2 separate regions of the Anser cygnoides genome follow, and region 2 is linked to region 1. The links are chromatin contacts, called in public Hi-C maps. All regions are on one chromosome and are shown on one strand. The core of a region is the stretch at or near the end of the contact, and the rest is flanking DNA. Distances in the headings are between cores, read along the strand shown.

Evidence for each region. A called contact is a pair of places that touch in the nucleus more often than the background predicts.
Region 2: a contact with region 1 is called in a Hi-C map of liver, with 2.1 times the contacts expected there. The contact joins two enhancer-like sites. A contact is called at or near these places in 4 of 7 Hi-C or Micro-C datasets (granulosa cells and liver).

What each region holds. Positions count from the first base shown.
Region 1 is chr3:120,050,244-120,057,640 of Taihu_goose_T2T_genome, reverse strand. PINX1 (PIN2 (TERF1) interacting telomerase inhibitor 1) reads right to left here. Exons shown (of 7, transcript XM_048079353.2): 3 at 6,935-7,027; 4 at 6,137-6,215; 5 at 2,525-2,617; 6 at 82-158. Among named protein-coding and RNA genes, the nearest start is that of PINX1, 11 kb to the right of the region's middle. Within about 2 kb of position 4,045, at least 1 of the 3 cell types and tissues checked has open chromatin away from gene starts, as enhancers often do.
Region 2 is chr3:120,198,295-120,205,691 of Taihu_goose_T2T_genome, reverse strand. No RefSeq gene overlaps it. Among named protein-coding and RNA genes, the nearest start is that of RP1L1, 26 kb to the right of the region's middle. Within about 2 kb of position 2,636, at least 2 of the 3 cell types and tissues checked have open chromatin away from gene starts, as enhancers often do.

The DNA of each region.
Region 1 (7,397 bases), core at 2,796-5,295:
TTAGCAGCAAGACATTTAAACATGCCTTTATTATAAGCAAAAATAAGCAAGGAAACAAAAGAAAGATGAAGCTTCATTTACCTGCATCTTCGTAGTCTTCTGTCGCTTCCCAAATATGCAGGACAGATCATCTTCACTGCGCGAAGAGAGATCCTTACCTGGAAGGAGTAAGGAGAGGAAAATAAAACACAATCTTCACATTTGGCGATAACAAACTGTAACCCACAGAGATGGAGAAGTTATTTTTGGAGGCGCACAAATCAGAAACAGTATGTTACAGACACTACATGAACGCTGCCCATGGCTACCACATACAATAGGAAATGTATGTGTGGGTGGGGGAAGGCTGCTGAGGAGGCAACCATAGCCTACGTCCCCGTACGCCCACAGGGAAACAACTTGTTTTCCCCACATCTGACACTGTAATTGGCACAGCAAGACGAGGGAAAAAGCCTGTTCTACTTACTCTAAAGGGGAAGAAGAGTTGTATCCTCCTGCAGACAAGAAAAGTTCAGAGAGAACATGCACATCTTGGGACTCTCATGAGAATTCTCCATCTCTGACAAAGTTAGCGACTTGTATCTCCTCCATATAGTAAAAACATAAAAATCTTTACTCAGTGGGTGCTTTTCTTTGACTCATGAAACTGCTTCTGAAAAGCAAAACCTCCATCTCTGCAACACACTGGATTATCCCCACATAAAAACAATTTCAAGGGCAAAGCAAAGCGTTTCAGTAGGACCATTATTCCCATGTGACTGTCGTGTGGCCAGCTGGGTACCAGGCATGAAGCAGAGAGAGGAAAGACAATGGGTGTGATGTGATACTCTGAGATGCCAGCAAATGTTTGGCCGAGCTCACAGCGTAGAAGCCTTTATATTCAGTTGTCTGCTGCTTGCCTCAGAGAATTCTTTGAGAAAGCAAGTCAGAAAAAGTTGAAGAAACAAAAATTAGTCCACACAGGCCAAATGACAGCACCCCAGGAGTCTGCTTGGCTCTCACCTTACTGTGCTTGATGGTCAGACTCCAAAATCACTGACCTCAAAACAAAATCTGACTATTCCACCTGCTTCTTTTTCTCAGGATCTTTAACTGCCTACGGAGGGTTAGGAGACACGTCACCACAGAGCATTTCACATCACTGTCAATCTCATATTGATATAAATTTCCCAGATTCAAGTGAGATGGCCAAGACCATGAGCGGTGCCTGTGTTCCTCCAGCAGTGAGGCTACAAAACAGCATCAGAAACGGAAGCTGTGTTTTCTATCGTTGCTGCTCCCTTCTCCCGCTTTTGTGTGAGCTTGTCTTGTTTAGTCTGAAAGGAAGCAGGATCGGACTTCAACAACAAGGGCCACAACAACATTAGCCTTTTTCAAATAACTTCTCCTCTTTCCCTGAAAAGGAGGAATTTCCCTGGTTTAAACCACAGAGGGTACAGTCCAAGAGGGGCCTACCTTACAGAAGCACTGCATTCAAACAAATAAGGGATATTGTTAACACGAAAGCCTTGCTCTGTATTTTAAGTGCTCAAAAGATGCTTTTTCCCCCCTTTATTTAGTAAAAATTTAAAAACAAAAATAAATCCTCTTTGCTACTACCTCAAGTAGGCCATGGTTTCTGTACTTAAAGTCCTGAACCACTTTAATTGTTTAATGTCATTAAGTGGCAGGGTCATGTTAACACACTTGACTTCTAGGTTGAATTAATTCATCAAAAGACCCAACCCCCAATATCAGAATTTGGCCTCCATTCAGAAGCCAATTACCTCTGCTTTAGCAGAAGCATTTGTTATCCAAAAACATTACACCGAGCTTTAAGTTTAATAAATTAACCAGTAGTGGAAACTGATCCCATCCCTCTACTGAACCACAGATTCACACCCACCATGTGCACAGGGGTGCATGGAAAGGGAATGCTACCAAGAGAGAAACAGAGCAAGGGATTAACAATGGCCAAGAGCAGAAAGCAGGTTTGGCTGAAATAATGCCATCACTCTACAGAGAAAGAGGTTACCCAGCTCCACAAGTTCTTGATACAGACTTTCTGGCCACCCATCGCTGTCCGAATTGACCCAATAAAGTATCTAGGAGATGTAAGAGGGCTTGCTTCCTCCTGCATCATCTAATCTGACCGCTTATCTTATCCACATGATCTCTTGGCAGGGTTACTGGAGATTGCAGAGGACAGTGCAGTCCAGATAACAGAGTTACTTGGCCATCACCTTTGCCTCCCTCTCCAGCCCTTTTCCCACTCACATTCCTGAGAATGTTCATAATTCTACAGTCAGCTGATGGTTCCTACAGACAGGAATTGATTTATTCAATGACATCAGCCTAAAGCCAGACAGAATTGTCCAAAATAAAGAGAAATAGTGTATTATAGCTTTAGGCAGGTTGCTGCAAGGGGTATTTCTAAACCAAGATTCTACTTGTCATATATAGACTACAGAAAGTAACAGATCACCTTGACATATGCTTTACTAATCTTGGCTGGAGCTTACAAACCAGAAACAATTCCTCTTACCTTTTGCAAACTTCATATAATGGACACGTTTCTTGGAGGATTTGGATTTTTCCTCGAGACTAAACGTCGTCTTCTGATTAGTCACCGAGGACTCTAAAAAATAAAAATACAGGTTCCAACCCTGTTAGAGAAACACTAACAACCGAATTCAAACATCACTGTAGTTAACTTTCTCTTTCAAAACCAAGTTGTAACAGCATACCACTGAAGGAAGCATGGTAACTTTCCTCTGAGACATGTTACTGCGTGATTCTTTTTTTGCCACATCCCCTTCCCTTCCCATTTCCAATCTAGTGTAATTTGAAAAAGGCAGATACAAGCACTGCAGGTCTAAGGTAAAGTCTAATTTAACGCATTTTCTATGGTAAGAAGAAGATGGATCAGTTGTGCCGTTTGTTACAAAATATTTCCAGTGCTAGTGTCTGAGAAAGCCGTAAGAAATGGTACAAAATAAAATACCGAACCTGAATGGACAGTAAGGGAGAGAAAAAAATTAAAGACATCACACCAGGCAAGTTTTCCAACTCTATCGCTACTTAAAGTGCCCCCATCTGGGCACAGTCTGGTATCTCTGTGTAAGGAAATTAAACAGGCAGACCTTTTTCTTTCCTGAGGCCAGCTAGAAGTGCCACATCTATATTATTTAGTTCTTCTACCTTTCAGTTGAAGGGCTGCTTCTGAGCTACCCCACTGGGAATGGTCTCTGGGGATTGCTAAGTCCCACTTTCATTCAGGAGTTGTTTGAGAGACTGTTAGCTTGTGCAGGTCAGAAGCATGTGAGGGATTATCTAACTATTTAACAATAAAGATAGCAAGTCTCTGTGCCATGGCAGGTTACTGGTACAGACATGCTATTTGTTAATTTAAATCTGTTAATTTACAAGAAATTATTGGAAGGAGGTAACCTGCAGTCCAGTAAGAACTACCTAATGGTTCTGTCCCAAAGAGAAGTAGGCACGACAGGATTCTGTGCTATAGAAAAGGCTACTTAGGGTGAAATGTTTCTTTTTTTTTTTTTTTTTTTTGCCAGTGGCAGCTGGGATAGGTAGGGAAATCAACCCATACCCTGCAGGCCAAGTTGAGTCACCTTTTTCATACAATCCCACCCCTGAAAGCTGTGCAGACCAAGTTTTTCTGACATTGGTATTACAGCACTTCACAAGTAGTGCCACCTGATGATAGTCATAGACCTAAAAATGAGATCTACAGCCCGCAGTGGGAGAGTTTATTACCAGAAAGCAGCCTCAGATCTACTCTGGATGTTGCACGTAAACCTTAACTAGAAAATCCAGTTTTAGACAGATTTTGCAGTCAACTTGAAAATCCTCAATAGAAGGGCCTATGGGCAAAGTAAGCATGACAATTAAAATACCCTGACTATAGGCGCAACACTCTGAGCCTGCTCTCCTATATGCTTGTACTGAATTTTACACAGGAAGGGACTTCCACAAGGCTTCCTCCCGCACTTCATTCTTACAGCAAAAGGGGTAGCAGCACCGCCTTGTGCCTTCAAGAAGTAATTTCACCGAGCTTAGAAATGTGCTGGCAATGGGCACATACAAGTTGGTACATCTGCCTGTCTTCTGCTGTGTCTAAACGCAATTTAGTCATAAATAAGTTGGGGCATTTCTAGAGCAAATCTGATACAGATAAATATTCCGAAGCACATGACAGGCACGGCCAGCATGTTTTACCCCATTTTACAGACACAGTCCTCACCACTCAGCATCCCAGCAAAAAAGCCAAGAATCAAAACTCCTCACCAGGTGCTCAGCTAGAAAAATAAGAGAAGAAAGCTAAATCTATCTAGATTAAGGGTATTTGAATGTTGGCATACAAACCGACACAGGGCCCTTCCTTCCCAATCTCTAATTGCAATCCAGCTCTGGCAACTACACCAGTTATTTAAGAACAATGAAGGTTTTCAGCTGACTTTTAATGCAATTTGAAACTGGATGATGGCCAACAATGTAACATTTGATCCTGCAGCACAGCTGCAGGCGGAATTATCTGGATGAGTTTTGCCAGCTTAAACAATTGCCAAAGAAACAAGTTTCAGAGCAATGCTTACAGTCTGCAAATCACCCAACGTGATTCTGACCGGGACTTTTCAACTTGCATCCGAATTTGTGCTCAGTGACTGAAATCTCTTGTCCAAGCTGCTAAAAAGACCAAGGAAAAATAACTGAGTAAAAAAGGGAGAAATATGGTTTTATGGGACCACTTTGTATCCGTACAGATGACCTACAGGATAGAGTACAGCTTTAGGAACAAGACAGCCTTGCTCAATGAACCTGCCTCTGTGCTGACTCATTGTGCCCTTGGGCAAATCATTTCAGCTCCCTGCTCATCAGTTTGCAGGTTTCCCACCAGTTACACCTAAACGATCTTCTCATGGCTCAAGTTGGAACTTGGGTAGGATTTAGATATAAAGGTAGACAGGAACTTTTGGAATTTCCCTACAATACGCTATTCTACCTCTTGAGGACTTTCACTACAGCAGCTAGCAGCACTGTGTGGCCTCAGATCACGATGAGGGCTCCAATGCACGAGAATAACTTAACACAGCAATTAAAGTAACTGTTTTTAAAGCATTGTGTTTAGAATTTTAATCCCAGCCCTCTAGGATTAGACAACAAGTTTGAGACTTCATTTTAACTGATCTTCCTCCTCCTCTTTCTACCTTTCCTCTTCCTGAAAATCTTTTGCGCACAAATGTTAAGGATGAATTAAGAGTGGCTAACTTCATTAAGCTGGCAATTCCGACACCAGCAGCACGTGGACAAGTTGCTGTGCCCAAACAGAAGCCCTTGGTTTAACAACACTCCACAGGGTTGTTTAGATGTACGCTCAGAGTTTGAGATGTACCAGTCCAAAGGAGAGATTGTAAGCCAGCTGAAATTCTTTCTGTAAGCTCACACCTGACAGCCTTGCATTAGTTCATTTTTACAAACCAAGGTCAAACCGCACAACACTTTTCAAAACCAATAAACTTTATAAATAGCCCCTTTGGGAGAGCTGTGTAGTTACCCCACTTGTGTGCTCTACAAAAATCACATTATACTACACTCAAAACAGAGATGCATAACTCTGAGTCAAAAGCAAAGGAGCAGCTCTTTGAGGACAGGAAAAGTAGGTATTCAAGAAACCACCAGAGCATGGAAACCAGATGTGATAGTTAATAAGGAAAAAGGAAGGCAAATGCACTGCAATGGTGAATGCCTGTGTTCTGAGCTTTCATACTGGCTCTGGATGCTTTAAAAAGAAACAAGCACGGCTGTAGTACATCCCAGAAAAAGGTCCCCCGTGTCTTGGATAAAACTCCCAAACTCAGAATTTTGATGTTTGGTTTCTTCAGTAAAAAGCCTTTAATAGAGGTTAAACTGATCCACTGAGATCTACGCATCCAGGCAAACTTAAGCATGGTCATGGATGGCAACATGCCCTTCAGCTCCCAGGGATCTGGGGGGAGAAAGAAAAGGGGGAGCTGCTGACCTCCGCAAGGATACACTGCTAGCAGCCCAAAGGATTGGGCCTCAGCTAGCCTTGTAAGACAGAGAATGGAAACTCTGCTAAGCTTCCAGCATCTGATTGAGCAATGCATGAACCTACCTGTTTCACCCTGTCCGTGGCAATCGTTCAGTTCAGCCAGAAGCTGGTTGAAGTCATCCTGATGAGCAATCCAGTTGTCCTGTAAATATCACCCACGTGAATACGAGGCAACAGTTTTCAGACCTAACAGAGGTTTTGCTAAAACAGGTTTTAAACTCTGCTCTCCAAGAAGCAACTTAATTGCATATACTCAACCCTTCTTGATGGGAGGGACCAACAAAGCTCCACAGGTGGCAATACTAACAACAGCGTACTACAATCACTCCGACGTACTGAACTGATAAGGGTTGTGTTTGTAAGCCTTTAAACAACACTGAGCTGCTGTTGGCTCTGCACGTCCCAGTCTGCATAAGACGTTTTTCAAAACTAGGCAGAAAATACTAGTGTGATTTTCCAGCAATGAAGTTATTTAAGTTGTTGATTCCGGGACAAATATCTTTAGAAGCACATTCAGCTCTCCCTATATACCTGAACTCCAGTCAGGAAGGTGACTGTGTAAGGATGAGGGGCAGAAAGCATAAAGCTAAGCTGGGTAGGAGACACAGGGAATAAGCAAATATTTTAGTGATTCGGAAGCAAAAACTCTCTGAACGACCTAAGAATTCACTGTAACCTTTCCAAGCAGGTACTTACTTCCAAAATACCTAACAGAGCATAACTACACTCCAGCTCAACAGTTTCTGCAGAGATATTCACAAAGGTACATGCTACCACCAGGTGTGGTAACAGATTTCACTAAGGTCCCATTATAAAAGCTGACAAGGGAGCCACATCTCCTTACCTGGGTCTAGCACTCACCTCATGATTGATGGATGCTCCTAACCCCAGCATGTTGTTTTTCACCTGAACCTTGATATGTTCTGTATTTCCTTGCTCCTGAGCACCAAGACCCTATGAGGATTTAAGGGGAAAAAAAATGCAAGGATTTTCCAGCAGTGACTAAGCAACTTGAGCCGTTGTAGTGGAAGACATTTTGCAATGAAATACAGCAAGAAACCACAAGTTACTATTTGCTTGCCTGCAACTGAATCCATTCACAGACATTAGCACACAAGAGATATTATGTATTTTTAATTTACTACTTAACCCTCCAGCAAAATACCATAAACACTAAAATAACAACAACGTTAAACAGTCGGGTGATTAATCAGAAAGCCACCTGACATTCCTAGGCAAGTCCAAAGTGTTTACAATTTTCAAACAAGACACTACATAAGAAAAACATGCCTCTTACCAAAACCACCTCCCTCATGGCAAAGGC
Region 2 (7,397 bases), core at 1,387-3,886, 150 kb before region 1:
CCTGCCTGAGGGGAAGTGAATCAATGTTGGGAAAGCAGGATGAGATTATCTACTGTATAAAAGAAACTGGAAGAGATGGCTTGGGATATTTGTGTATTGAGACTCTTTCCATGTCCTATTCCTTTATGGGGGGGGTGCTATTGTACCTATTGTGGCAGATCTTTATCGGCCCTGTTTATCACGTTGGGTGCGGGGAATGTCAGATTGCTGAATGTCAGGTTGCTGGCTGTTTTCATAACAGGAAGCTGCCTGCTGTCTTGCTGTGTTAAGGAACTCCCGCATGCACAACATTTTCCAAAACAACAAAAAAAAAAATCTAAACATTCTGCTGTGGTTGGGTGGCTGCATGGATTCAAGTTTCTATTGTTCCTTGTAAGGCAAAATCCTGTATAGATAAATACACTTGATACACATATGCCTGTTACTTCTTTTGTCTAAAGATACAGGAAATATGGCCGTTGTTTTGTCACGATGAAATATTTCCCAAAGCTAAAACTTAATCTCGACACTTTCATCAGTGCTTGGGAGCCTGGAGAGCTGCCATGCTTGGTTGCAGGTGGGACGTGGGAGAGAGCAGCGCAAGAATTGGTTAGTCACTGCAACACCGAGCATCGCACGACCCGGCTTATAAGTGCCTACATCCCTGCGAGCCGAAGTTAGGCATCCGGCTTCCCCCGAGCACGGCAGAGAGGGGATGGCTAATTCAGATTTCCGAGCAGAAGATTGTGGCTGCCACTCCTTGTTGAGGAATCAAGGTCTGCCCATGCTGCAAAGGAAAGTGACCCAAATACCAAAGGCAGGGGACACACTTTGTAAGGTGGGACACATCTCAGCTGGTAAGCTTGGGAGCAAAGTGTGGAAACTTGAGCGAGAGGAGGTCCTACGTGTCAGGGACCTGAACTTCCTGCTCGTTGTGGGCACCTAAACCATTCATTGGAGCAAGGTACTAATGAAGCTCCTACACATGGGCCCTCCGAGTGGTAGTCACTCTGACTGGTCCAGATGGAATGCAAGAGTTGTGTGGTGCGTGTAGTATCTCTGATCACAGCCTGACTCACGCCAAGGTACTCTATACCCTAGGGCAGTTAAGAGATATTGGTCTCAGTCACCTCTAATATGAAGAATTTAAACCTGGTCTTCCCTCAGCCTTCTTTCTGCTTCAATCAATGAACAGAGGCAAGAATAAAGCTATTTTCTTGTAAGAGTGAAATAGCCAGACAGAAAGGGCACCTAAACCTTGGGTGCGGGGCCTTCATTCCCCAGGGGTTTCTTTTCAGCTACCAGACAGCAAAGTGTTGAAGCAGGGTCAGCATGCATTCAAAATTTGGTCAAAAACAGCCTGGCTGCTCTTTCTGGCTCCATGCCTCCAGAATCAGGTCTGCAAGATGTATGTCTTCCCACGACACCCCACGAGGATGGCTCACACGGAAACGTGACCTCTCAGACTGCTGCCTGAAATCAGCTGGGCTGTAGGATCACGGCGCAGCCGCAGAGCAAGAGACATTGAATAAGCAATGGGGTTTCTTAAAAATCCCTGCAAATTACAGAGTATAGGTACCAATAGAAAATACGAGGCACTTTCTGTGTTTGCATATAACCCTTGTGGTCAGCATATTTTAGCTCAGCCTGGGCAAAACCCCTCTGCTCACTCTAGCCTGTAGTCTAACCAGAGTTACAGTCAGTAATGCTGAGCCTTTGTGCAAAGTACAATATATCTTTTTAAGAACATCCCCCTTTCCTGTGCCCAGGTAACCTGTTCAGGAGATATTCACAGAAGAAGTGTCAGAAACCATGACTGGTTTCTAATTGGAACCTCTGTGGAAAACCAGATGGTCCCAACATGCCATCAGCCCCTGTTGCTGGTCTCCTCCCCCTGCTGTTCATCAGGAAAAAAAAAAAGATATAGGCTGTCTCAGAACAAAAAGTGTCAGTTCTTGAAAGAGGAAATTGTAAAATCTGCAACTTCAATAGGATTTTGAGAATTTTGGAAGAAAATTCATCCTGAGAGGTCAGCTCTGCTTCCTCAAGTCTAGCTGTGCTCTCCAGGGGTGGGAAAACTTATGGTCCTGGGAGCCAAAGCTGGGCCAGACACTAGAGATTCAGAAACCCTGTAAGACATCAGGTTGATGGAAGTAGGGACCTCACACCTTCCACATTAGCTCTTAAGGAGCCAGGAGTCCATGGCTGCATCTGTACTGTCAGGGCTAGAGATGCTATAAGTTGAATGGCCATGATGTTAAACCAGCAGAGGAAAGGTAAACACTGACAGAGCGGGGAAAAAAACTTTCTAAAGAAGTTTTAAGAAGACAGATTCAGTTATATAAATCAGAATTTAAGCAAAGCTGAGTTTTATTTTGTGGGAGGACGCGACCAAGAAGTCCCTCCCATCCCATCTTTTTATTATTTTATGACCATGTTAAAACAAAGCTGATAAGACCCAGTGACCGGGGCCTGGCTTTGAATTACAGCATTAAAAAAAAACAAAAACAAAAACAAACAAAAAAAAACCACGATATACTCATATTTATCATATAGTCAGCAGAGGGCGTCAAATGCACGCACGTCTCATAACTCCTGCAGAGAGTTGGAACAGCAAACCCATTAGTGGCCAGCTATTCCTCTGAGCGCGGCCGATGCTTCCCCGCCAATTGTGCAGTTGCCCCCAGGTTTCCTTCCCCGCTCGGCCGTGTGCGGTGCCATACGGTGGCTGCAGACCTAATTGTTCGCCCGGCGGCCCCTGCAGACAGGATACAAGCCCAGTGCCAGGTGTTGAATTATTTTCCTGCTTGGTGGTATAGTGCATGGGAATTGTTGATAACGCTAACAATACAGCAAAGGAAAAGTGGGAGTGGGGGAGGACAATTAAGCGGCCTTTGAAAGCCCTGGGGGCATGTAAAATACACTCCCTCTATTCATGTGTCACCAAGTTCAAGTTCTTAAGTATAGAAACGTGCCTGTAGTTACTATGTGAATCCCTCTTAGAGCCTGAAACCTTTCAGTGAGACCTGGGGAGTCTTGGGGTAATGTTCACCCACTGGCTTAGTGGAGCTGAATTTGATTTATCCCAGGAAGCTGCCAGTCCTAGGATCCCAGAATCCCAGAATCACAAAATCCCAGAATCACAAAATCCCAGAATAGTTTGGGTTGGGAGGAAGCTTAAAGATCATCCAAATTCTAACTTCATGGCAGGGACATTTCCCACCAGATCAGGTTGCTCAAAGCCCCATCCAGCCTGGCCTTGGATGGATCAAGATGGGTCATCTCTCCAGGAAATGGCTACTTATTACTGCTAAATTTTGGTAGTGCAGGGGGCTGAGTTAGGGTTGGGGTCCCAATATGCTGGCCCAGAGGTCTCTTAGTTAAAGGTAGGTGGGGATAGGTGACTGCAATAAAGTAGTGGGAAGTTTGGGGAGGATAAGTTTTGTGGGTAAAGCAGACCTAGGATGTTGGAGATCTGGGCACAGGCCCCATTTTACGATGTTGAGAAAGCCTCTAGTCCCTTCTCACTCCTGAATGCCTGTACAAATTTTGAGATTTTAGGGTTGAAACTGTGTACTCTGATGGAGCACCCATAGTAAGAAAGTGCACCTGCTTCCCAGGGACGAAAGGTGCTACCAGAGCACACGTAACGGCAAATAACCCTGGCTACTGCCCTTCTGACCCAGCCATGCATGCAAGGAACTTGTCACCACCTTAGGCAGCATCCTGTCAGTCTTTCAACAGAGCATTAAGGGTTGATTTACGCAAGGATAAGGGCTCAGGGACCTTTCTCCTGGGCTCCTGAGCAATCCAAGGCTCAGGGTGAGCCTTTAGCTGTTTCCAAGCTTGCACACAGCTCTTGCAGAGCTGGTTGTGCCACCAGCCGTGCTCACAATACCGAGCTCCTGCACTGCCCAAGAGGTTACTGCATCCCAGCGAGCTGAGACCCCTCAAACTCACAGCTGTGACGACACCTTCCCATTGTCCAGTGTGCAAATCCCAGCATGAAACAGCGTCCCTTCTGATTAGGGACTGTTTTGTCAGCATTTGGCACTGGCCCAGCCAAAGCGACACCAATTATTTGTGTCAGCTCCCCTCTGAAAGCCGGAGATATATGAAATCTCAACCTGAGACAATCCATCACAGCTTGCAGTGGGATTTAGGACCTGTCACCCTGATGGGGTATTGACTGAGCACGGCTTCTTCCAGGACAGAGAGGTTATGGAGAGCATTATATCACCCCCAGCAAGGCACTGCAGACTGAAACTGAAAAATGAGCCTCGGAGTCTCATGACTTGGGTAAACGGACCAACGAGAGCGACCGAAGTGAAACCAGCCAGCTCCCGGTTTATGGTTATTGGAGGAGTTTTAATAACTGATACATGATTAATTGACAAATGTTTGTTTTAAAGCGAGCTGAGGCCAAGCCTTATTTGTCTGTTTGTTTTAACATCGGCTTAGGGTGATGTTAAAGCCTTTCCACCAGGGTAAACAGTGAGTTGTTGCTTTGCTCAAGAGCCACTGGAGTTTCCCAATAGTCTTTTTTCATTTTATTTACTTTTTTTTTTTTTTTTTTTTTTTTTAACCTGGGGTTTTGTACTGATATGAGGCATTGCTTGCAGAGGGGATGCGAAAAAAATGTGGACTTGGGGTCAGAGTTGGGCATTCGACTTGGAAGGCAGGAGCTGTGTTCTGCTGCTCTCTGGGGTTGTCTTGTTGCACCCACAATGCTTTAATGCCTCTTTGCTGTCTAATGAGAACAATATTAAAAATATGGAGTTACTGCTTGAAGATCCTTATAGCAGCTAAGGGTTAAATAACAACAACAACAACAACAACAGCAACAACAACAATAATAATAATAATAATAACAACAACAATAATAATAACAATAACAACAACAACAACAACAACAACAATAATAATAATAATAATAATAATAATAATAATAATAATAATAAAAGGTTTCAGCAATGTCCATAAGCTCTAGCTTGGTTTCAGCTGGGTTTACTGGGGAGTGTAGCCCTGTACACTACTACTATATTCTCTTCCTAAAAACTTCTAAGCATTCCAGAGACATGGTAAGGGCTAGCATGACTTCTGGTCAGACCCTGTAGTAAATGCTTCCCTATGCATTTTTCATTACTATTTGGTAAAACACGTCCATTTCTGTTTTGCAGTGGTCGTTGCTTTCTAGTTTTCCCTGTGACAAAGTTTGCCTTGCCTTGTTAATACCTAATAGCATGTGTCAAGCTTTCCCTCTGTGTGCCACTCTCCCCTGTGTCTCTATTCATCAAACAACTCACGGGGCCTTGGTCCTGGGCCTTATTCTTCACATTTTGGTGCCTGCAGCTCTACTTTTCTTCTGAAGAGTCACCTTGGAAGAGTGCAGGACAGCTGTTAAGGGCCATCCTTTTCCTCTTTCTTTCTAGCCTTGTGCTGGGATAGTCCAGGCTGAGGATCTGCAGATCACAGCCACAGATGAAGAAAATAGTTAGCACAACCCATGTCCTGAGGAGTAAATCTAGAAACTCAGGCCAGAGGGCATTGGTCTTGTACCTCTGATAGAAACTTGCCAATATCACTAAGAAGCAATCCCCAGGTAACTCAACCCCTAACCTCACCAGCACCCATTGCCCACCCAAACCCAAAGCAACTAAAACTAAGGTACTGCTAGGTGGAAGCATGCCCCCTGTGATTGCACTAGGCAATGAATGAGCACCTACATCCACACTCCTGCATTAAAACTATTGACAAAAAAAAGCTCACGGAAAAGCATTGAAGAGGAGAGGAATCAGATCAGGAGGTATGCTTACAGAGCAGGTTAAAAGTGCATTTTCCCACTATTCAGAATATTTATTCCGATTGTTTTATTATTGTCCCACACCAAACAGCCAGGAATAGATGCTCTGCTCACAGAGGAGAACAGTAACACAATAACCCAATTTCCAAACTCTCCATTTCCTCAGCCCCATGGCTACGTGTGACCTACAGGCTTCGAGCCTCCTCCTGAGCCTTCTCACATGCACCCTGATGCAGTGGTTATGGGATGCCTCAATAAGTCCAGGGAATCACAAGATGTCCCAGCTTGTAAGGGACCCCAGAAGAGCCGTGCCCATGGCAGGGGGCTGGAAACAGACGGGTTTTAAGGTCCTTGCCAGCTCAAACCATTCTGTGGTTCCGTGATGCTACAAATCTCTGACTGTTCACTGGCTCCGTTTGTGGCCGCCCATCAACCTTCACCCCTCTCCTTGTGGTTTTGGGGTGACTCACTCCCAGGTTATGCCACGGCCAGTACAATCCGTTTGGCTTTCTCCAGAGAAGATGTGTGTGGTCGCTGGTGTGAGCGCAGGTTCTTACCGTCGGAGGAAAGGGATTCGGGGACAGGTGGATTTAGGCACCTCAAAGGCACCGCTACCCACCTGAGGACTGCCCCTCGGAATGAAGGTGTGCTACAACCAAGCACACATCCCAGAAGGAGAAGAGAGGGGGGAAACCCAAGAGATGATGCTGAGATGCATTAAGGAAACTGATTACACTGGAAGATCTGCAGTTTTACCCCCCATGGATGACACACCATTCCCTCTGCCCCTCCACAGCCCCGGATGATGAGTCCGTGTCTCAAACAGAGGAAATGTCCCCCAAATTCATAAGACCCAAATAAAAGAGTTCCCTCTCACCAACCAGCTAAACATTGCTTCATCAGCTCACTTCATGGGAAGATGCTAAAGCCAGGGCTCTGGCAGGATTTCTATTCCCAGTAGGTTTCCCTGGATTCTTCATTATTTTCAGATGGAAATAAACCCCTTGACCTGTGAAAATGCTGCAGTGACTATCAGCAGAACTGCTCATTCATGGTGGAAAGGCATATGGGATATTTTAAATAAGAGAGAAGTGTTTTTCTTCTTTGCTTTTTGCTTCAAGTACCACATACTCTCTCTGTGTTGGGAGTGCAGAATTAAATCCTAATTAAAGGCTGTAAAAAAACAGTGAGTCTGAGAGGCTAGGAACAGATACATATTATTGCTGCTTTCATAGATCATATGAGCACTGTGGTGACATAATAAATAATCCACCCAAAGTTTTTAAAGGTAAAAACCAGCAAATCATTAATAATGGCTCTGGCACCATATATCAAACTGAAGCCTTCCTCTTACAGCTGATCCCCAGCTATTCCCAGCTGCCTTTTTGCATTGCTGTGTACATTTCTTCCTTCTTTTGCATTGCTCTTTCTGCCTCTATTCCCTGCTGCCATATTTCTCTGCTTTGTCCATACACATTGGTGTATTCTGCAGTCCACTGAAAGTAAGCTAGAATAACCCATGAAAACCTACACGACACTGTTTAAACCCTTTTGCTCAGGGGATTTTAAACTTGCCCAGACAAGAAAACCCTGGCAGAAACTATTTTTCAGGGTA